Regions from separate parts of the Rattus norvegicus genome. Here region 1 is linked to region 2. Evidence: chromatin contacts called from public Hi-C data. All regions are on one chromosome and are shown on one strand. The core of a region is the stretch at or near the end of the contact, and the rest is flanking DNA. Distances in the headings are between cores, read along the strand shown.

Region 1 (3,985 bases), core at 1,451-3,950, 100 kb after region 2:
TGCTCCCTGTAGACCCTGAGGGGGCCTCGGGAACACGGTTTTGCCTGGGGGAGGCAGGTGAGATACCACAGGCTGCAGTGAGCCTGCCACTGTTGCTGCCATTGCAAACCTGGGTGACAGGATGTCACCATCTCTCACAGAAGGTGCCCTGTGGGAGATTGTATGTCAGAGTGGAAGGTTTCGGGGACTGGCAGAGGACTGGATCTGACAGAGGTCCCACTCGCCTGAGAGTGGATCTCCGGTTTGGGTTGTGTGTTCCCTCCCAGGATTCTCACTCGTTCGTTCTGTGAGGAGCTATTCCCACAGCTGTTTCACAGGGCATAGGTGGCTCAGTGGGACCTGGATGACAGCCCCTTAGAGTGTGGGGGTGGAGAGAGCCTCATCTTTTTCTTTCTGTGAAGATGATGGCCCTGTGCTTAATATAATGTGGCCTCAAGGCCTGGTGCCAGCTTTGTGACTTGATTGAGTTGCAGGTCGTCCCTGTTCTCCTGTATGGCTACCCCTATGGGCTGCAGTGAGCATGGGTCTGTGTCTCCCCAGGAGACTGTGTGTACCAGAGCTGTGGGGGACCTGGGATAAAGAGCCCATGGGGCTGGGGCTGAGAGTAGGTGACCACAGTGGCCTCCTGTTCCTCTCTTGGAGGTGTCTGGGATGCTCACCCAGGTCTGTCTTCCCTGTATTGGGGAGGAGGAAGACAGAGGTGAAAGACCGTGTGGGAGGTAGGGCCTGGAATCTGCAGGTCGACCCAAGCCCTTCTGGGCCACAGTCTTGGAGTGTGTTCCCAGGAATCAGGTTGGCAGGAGACAAGGAAATGCTGACTGCTGTGGTTCCCTGGAAGCCCGTTGGCCTATACCGTGTCTAGGTGTGGGCTCAGTTCTTCCTTCTTCCTCCTTCCTCCGCCCGCCCATGCTGTTGACCTTGAGGAGTCTAGCAGGGTCAGCTGGGAGGCGGCAGAGACTCAGGGAAACTTGGCAGCCAGTTGATCCGTCCTCGGGAAGTTGGAAGTGGAGACGTTTGAAGGTTCGGCTGAAATTAGGTCTCAGGGCTATTTTTTTTTCTTTTCTTTTTTCATGAGATGGAGAAGTGTCATAGAGGGGAAGGCTCCGGGGGCTGCAGAAGCTGCAGATAAACTCAGCACTGTGTTGAGTGCACATGTTTCGAGAAGCAGGTCTTCACGATTCACTTTTGCTAGTGCCAGGCTGTGCATGAACTATGTGTTTCTAATTCAGTGGTGGTGTGCCTGGGGTGCTGTGCGGAAGCTGTCTGGCTGAAGAAGATGGGAGAATTCTTACAGTGGGGGCCCTTTACTTTAAGGGACATGCAGGAGTTTCTCAACAAAGGAGATAGTAGTTAGAGGAAGACATAACCAAGCATGAACAAACCAGTGGTCCTGCTTGGAGTGTTGGAAGCATGAAAGAAAAGCTGAGGGAGAAATGCGAGGGGCTTCAGTGAGAGCACAGAAGCTTTTGCACTTCCTCCTATATAGGATGCGGGGAGCTGCTATAGGGGATGGCGGCTAAGGGTGGTGGTTTCTGGGGTGCCCCCTTGAGACTTTCAGCTGCTCTGTCATCTCCCTACTCCTGTAGTCTCCCCACGTGTGAACAGACGTGCAGAAGGTGGGTGAGTTGGTCGGAGAGTCTGCCATTCTCAGCGTGTGCGCCTTCTGTGGGGGGAGGTCCTTTTCTAGAGAGGGAATTCGGTCAGAGCACCAGATGCTGGAGTTGTTCAGGATGGGGCAGGGCTGGGGGACAGTAGCAGTCTCCTGTCTGAATGAACAAGGGGCCAGGACCATGAGGCGGATGAGACTGTCGGTACTTGGGCTCAGGCAGGGAGTCAGGGTGCCATCAGTAGACAGATTTGGACAGATCAGGGATTCAGGGTGGGTTAAAGGATCAGGCCAACTGCTGTTCTCACCTCACCCTCCATCCCTTGAGCTAAGATGTCCTCGTCAGGGTCTGCTTGCTCAGTTAAGGAAGCAGTAGCCCAGCCTCGGGCAGCTGGATAGGAACATGGAGAGGGAGGAGAAGAAGCACAGTTCCGTACTACCTTTTCAGTTCTAGAAACTTCCAGAGTGTCCCCTGTTCTCTGCCAGACCCTCCCTTGTGACGGCTAAGGTGTGAAGGCTGCTTCTCAGCCTGTGTCTCAGGCTCCTTTAGGTTTTCTCGCTCGGGATGGCATGCAGGGGTCAGAGACTGGGGCTTGGGAGATGGAGTGGTCTGAGGGATTTTCCTCTCCACCTGTGTGTGCTCCGGGAAGATAGTGCTGACTTCTCCCGACAGAGCACCTGGTAAGGAGCCCATCTGATTCTTGGCCACTGCTCCCCTCGGTGGGCAAGTCACCTGTCTCCAGACCGCTTTCTTCATTTCCAAACAGGGCAGCTGTGAGGGCTCGTAAGCTTGCAGGTCGACATTTAGCCACTCAGTGTCTAACCCTTGCTGCTTGTGTTTTAGGGTAAACGCTTCCCCTACTTTCCCCAGAACCCCAGGTGGTGGGGCCTGTCTCTCCCCTTCGCACTGTCTCTCACTGCCCCAAAGCGTCAGCATCCTTGACTGAGCGCTGAGGTGCTGCCAGGACCTGGAGTTGGAGAGAGGTGAGAGAGTAAGAGGCTTAGGGAACCAGAGCTAGTGTTCTAAGAGGACAGTAAGAGGGACAGAGCTGGCCAGTCTGCAGGGTGTTTTCCTACCAGCGGGGGGCAGCAGAGGGCAGCAAGTGGACATCTGGGTGACTTTCCGCAGTGAGAGCTGAAGTCCTAGTTTGTACCTATGGCCACAGAGAGCCATTGAGGTATGAAGGCTGCAGGATGAGCTGTGGTGACAGTAACACTGGTCAAGGAGCATCCAGTTGACTAATGACGGTTGGGGCTGGCTGAGCTGGCTTGGCCTGAGTTCTTCAGACACCTGGACCTCTGCTTTGATCTTTGGGGTCCTTGGAGGACCAAGGTTTGGGGCCACAGCAGGCTTGTATCAGGAAAGGCTCAGAGTGAGGGGCTAGTGTGAGTTGACAGGAAGGGTTAGGGCCCTGCAGTCACCAGGCGGGGGATACCAAATATTTAGATCCTGCCATACTGAACTATCTGCAGACCCCCTGGGCTCCTTGTTAGCTTTCCCACTACTTTGGGAGGGAATAGGAGGGCATCCCAAGTAAGGCAGATGATAGGCCAGGTCCTCTGCACAGGGTCCCTAGCTCAGCATGGCTGACCATAGGGACTATATGGTAGAGAATCATAAACCTGTTTTTTTGCAGCTCCCTGGGGCAGACTGCAGTAGTGTTCATTTCCTCCTTACAACCCTAGGCCACACACATTTCACTTTCCAAGATGACTACATTGAACAAAGAGAAGGGCCCGCTAACGCTGCCTCCTTCCAGCACTTGGATGCAGAAGGCTTCATGGACCTTGCTAGCTGCCTGTGGCCACTCTGTGCTAGCCAGTGTCATTTATTAGTCTCCTCCTCATGGAGGAGGAGTGCCAGACTCACAGAGAGGAGGCACACTGTTCTGGGTTACACAGTTAGGAAGGGTCAGGGCTGACATCAGAATCCATGCTGCCTTCTCCTGCCTTCGCCGGCTCAGCACATGGGCAGCAGGTGCCTGAGAGGTTCTTTGTACCCACCCTGTGGTCCTGCAGGCCCTGTCCCCTTCCTGGATCAGGACCCTAGATGGAGATAGGGTTCAGCTGGCTCTGTGTGTGTGTGTGTGTGTGTATGCATGCATTAGTGTTTGTGTCTGTGCACATGTGTGTATCCATTAGTGTGCACATGTGTGTATTCATTAATGTTTGTGTGTGTGCACATGTGTGTATCCATTAGTGTTTGTGTGCTTGCACATGTGTGTATCCATCAGTGTTTGTGTGCTTGCACATGCGTGTTGACTTTGAGATCCCTTCTCAGCTTCTCTCCCTTCTCTCCTGCTCTCCCCTCACTTCCTGTCCCTGAGACATAGGGTCTCTCTCTCTCATTATTAGCCTGGAGTTTACTGGGGTCTAAGC
Region 2 (4,104 bases), core at 774-3,273:
TGATCAATATAAATACTGAACCCAACAAGGATAAAGTTTTAAAAGGATGTGTATGTATGTGTAGAATACGTTTTGAATTTTAAAACGTGAAGCATAAAGAAACATCAAAAGATAATTTTAAAAAAAAACGCTAATAAAAATTTCTTCAATTGGGGCTGGAGAGATGGCCGAATGGTTAAGAGCTCTTCCAGAGGTCCTGAGTTCAATTTCCCAGCAACAACATGGTGGCTCACAACCACCTCAACCATCTGTAATGGGATTCAGTGCCTTCTTCTGGTGTGTCTGAAGAGTGTAACAGTGTACATGAAATAAATAAATAAATAAATAAATAAATAAATAAATAAATAAATAAATAAATAAATAATTCTTTTAAAAAATCACTTCAGTGGTCGGGCGTAGAGAGGACACAGTGGATAATGACCCTGCTTATTAGTGTGAAGGTGCTGCTCAAACCCACAATGCCATGTAGATGCCAGGAGGGCCTGATGGGCCACCAGTAATCCCAGAGCTCCAAAAGTAGCTATAGGGGGGGTTGGGGATTTGGCTCAGTGGTAGAGCGCTTGCCTAGCAAGCACAAGGCCCTGGGTTCGGTCCCCAGCTCTGAAAAAAAAAAGAAAAAAAAACCCAAAAGTAGCTATAGGGGACTGCTGGATCAAGCCGCCTGTGGTGGTTTGAATGTGCTTTGCCCAGGGAGTGGCACTATTTGGAGGTGTGGCCCTGTTGGAGTGGGTGTGTCACTGTCTGGAAGCCATTCTTCCACTAGCAGCCTTCAGATGAAGATGTAGAACTCTCAGCTCCTCCTGCACCAGGCCTGCCTGGATGCTACCCTGCTCCCTCCCTTGATGATAATGGACTGAACCTCTGAACGTGTAAGCCAGCCCCAATTGAATGCTGTCCTTATATGAGTTGCCTTGGTCATGGTGTCTGCTCACAGCAGTCAAACCCTAACCGAGACACTGCTTAAGCAAACTACCACGTGGCCAAGGTCCGGGTTCAGCTGGGAGACCCTGCCTCAGTGAAGAAGAGTGAAGGAAGATTCCCAATGTCTGCCTCAGGCTCCATATGTGTGCCTACAGATGTACACTCCCACAGGTGAGAGCGCACACACAGCCCTTGCATACCACAAACACAAACACACACATTTTTTTTTTTCTGAGACAGGGTTTTTCTCTTTAGGACTGGCCATCGGGGGATTCACACTGCAGACCAGGCTGGCCTCAAACTCAGAGATCCGCCTGCCTCTCTCTCCCAAGGGCTGGGATTAAAGGTGTGTGCCACCGCTGCCTGGCCCACAAACACATTTTTTTAAAGATTTATTTATTTATTATATATAAGTACACTGTCTTCAGACACACACCAGAAGAGGGAAGGGCATCAGATCTCATTACAGATGGTTGGGACCACACATATATATATACACACACACTACATACACACACACATACACACACACACACACACACCATGTTCTGTAGAAAAAACACTGAAGCCTATTTGACAAAGTATGATCCGTGTTTAACTTGGCAGATAAGAGATGATAATTCTGAAAAAAAAATGTCTATTTTTGTCTCATAGAATCCATGTCATTTATACATTTGCATTAGATAAATATTACCTAATACTTGCCAATCACCAACAGACCAATGATAATGTTGAAGAAGTAGGTTGAAAATACATCATGAGAATCTTTATATAATTAAGTGTCCTTAGCTGGGCCTGGTGGTACATGTCTGTAACCCCGGCTACTTAGAAGGCTGAAACAGGAGGATTTTGAGTTCAAGGCCTGTCTGTGCTACAGAGTGAGTTCAAGTCCAGCCTAGGCAATTTAAGGAGACTTTGTCTCAAAAAGAGTTTTTAAAGAAAAAGGAAAAGGAAAGTGAAAAGAGGACTGGGAATGGAACCCAGGGCTTAGAGCACCTTTCTGGTTGGGCAAAACAAACAAATGTCCTGGCTCCGAGCGGAACCGCCTTGTTGTGCTGGCCCAGCTCGACCACACGGTGGCGCTGCTAGGCTGCCGACTGCTTCCAGCCCCTGGACCATGGAGAGAAGGGGTGGGGTGTCTTAGAGAACAGATTTATTTCCTCAGCATCCTGCCGACAGCCTCAGTAGGTGGCATTTGGAGTAGACTCTCAGTAAGTCAGCAGACCCCATGGGTGGCTCCTGCTGCTGTGAGTCAAATAGCTTCACATCTGCTAGTGACAAGCGTCGATACTCTGGTCAAGCCTGTATGACCTTCAGGATCTGCTTTCGAGGTACTGAGTTCTAGGTTCTGCAGGAGCGGAAGCCATCGTGGCCCACCTCGCCTGTGACGGGAGTTAACTGTAAGAGAGGGGGGGGTCTGTGGCGAAGTGGTTGGTCCTGGCTCCCTCTGCACGGAAACTGGGGCCTCTGACCTCAGTCCCTGAGCAAGCGATGTCTGCTCAGGACCTTCCACAGCTCCCTACCACCCTTAGAAGAAAGTCAAGTTCCGAAGCTGGCTTCTGGGACTCATGGGCTTCCAGGAATCAACCCATGCTCCGACTCCTTAGATCCCTTTCCTCCCTTCTGTCTGTCACTCATTGCTCCCGTTCTTGTGAACGCTCTTCCACTTCCTGTAGCATAAATACTGCGTCCTTCTGGAATTCTCTCCAGCTCCCTCCCTCCCCAACGCTACGCCGGATTCTGGCCATATGTTGGGCAGGGCTCTATGGGAACCCAGAGCCTGTCTGCCTGGATCATCGCCTCTCTCCTGTGCCAGGACCTGGGGCACCCAGCAGGCTCTCACATGTCCCTGCACTGTGTACCAAGGCTGGAAAACAGTCACTGCCTGGCGGCGGGGGGTCCTTTAGGGGAACCCAGAGACATGGTAAAGGCGCTTCCAGGGCTCCTGACATACAGCTCTCTCTGGATCAGACTGAAGTCAACACACAAGATAGGTATCCATCAGCCTGGTCTCTTTCCAGCACACGCCGACTAGACCCAGCATGTAGCCCCCACTGACGTACTGGTTATAGACAGCTTCCAGAGAATGTCCCTGCATTCTGTCACCTGACTATATCTATTCTCTACCTGTTTCTCCCCCACAGTCTATCTCGGGGTGGACTCCATCACCCACCCGCCACCAATGCTCTGTGACTCCTAGGATCCTGTGAGGTAATTCATTTCCTGTCTATCTTTTTCAGTTCCTCAAATGACATGCTGTGGTTCTTCCTTTCCTGAGTTCATTTTGCTCCCCCACCCGGGGCGGCCACCTCTGTTTCTAGGGGATGTGTGTAAATTCCTTCAGTTTCTGTTCACACCACCGTTCTTTCAGGAAGCCCTCGCTGATTTAGTGTCACTCTGTGAGGTTCCCACAATCAGCAGAGCTTCCCTTGTTCTCATCTTGTTGACACCGTGTGGCCCTTGCTCATGGTCTACCTTTTGATTGCAGATGGCATTTGGTCCTTACCCTATGGCCTCTCGCCACCGCCTAAGTGCCAAGTGCATTATCCTTATTGAATTCCCAGCTTTGGGGGTCCCCTGCTCCTGAGTCATCTCCTACCACATGCCGGCTTGTTCCCCTTCTTGGGCAGTTTCTTCTCATTCCCATCCTCTAAGGCCAGGCTTACTTCCTTAGACTTCTCCACCTTCTCTGTCTCCTGGTGCTGCCTGTAGGCATATATATTTCAATCCCATCTGCCCCTGAAGGGGATGAACCTGCCCCTCACCCTAGGCCCGGCTTTACACAGGTGCCAGCCTCTCTACCGTATCCTGGTGATCAGAGTGCCCTAGGCTCAGCCACTGCTCTGCTCCTCACCCATAGACCACATCCTTTGCCCTGGGAAACAGGAACCTTGCTGTCCATTTCCCTTCCCCTACCCCTTCCCCTCCTACAGCCAACCCATCAGGAAAGCCCGTGGCTATCTACAGAGCATGCCAGAATCCCGAAACTTCTCACATCCCCATGGGGACTACCTGGCCCTAGATTTCTTGTTGCGTCAATTCAGTTCCTGTCTCCCCTTCTCCTGACATCAGCTCTACCCCTCTGAAGTCTATTCTCGATGGGGAAGCCAACCTGTGAGTGAGGCCATGAACCTCTTCTGTTCTAGACCTTCTCTGGGGACACCTAGAATAGACAGGGGTGCC

What was found. A called contact is a pair of places that touch in the nucleus more often than the background predicts.
Region 1: a Hi-C map of Schwann cells shows a contact between it and region 2, with 6 times the contacts expected there. The contact joins two enhancer-like sites. A contact is called at or near these places in 8 of 12 Hi-C or Micro-C datasets (the A7r5 cell line, the Rat2 cell line, Schwann cells and 5 more).

The regions. Positions count from the first base shown.
Region 1 is chr3:39,399,776-39,403,760 of GRCr8, forward strand. All of the region lies in intron 2 of Dab2ip (DAB2 interacting protein), which reads left to right. Among named protein-coding and RNA genes, the nearest start is that of Dab2ip, 89 kb to the left of the region's middle. Within about 2 kb of position 2,701, at least 2 of the 93 cell types and tissues checked have an H3K27ac peak or open chromatin away from gene starts, as enhancers often do.
Region 2 is chr3:39,297,323-39,301,426 of GRCr8, forward strand. No RefSeq gene overlaps it. Among named protein-coding and RNA genes, the nearest start is that of Dab2ip, 13 kb to the right of the region's middle. Within about 2 kb of position 2,024, at least 11 of the 93 cell types and tissues checked have an H3K27ac peak or open chromatin away from gene starts, as enhancers often do.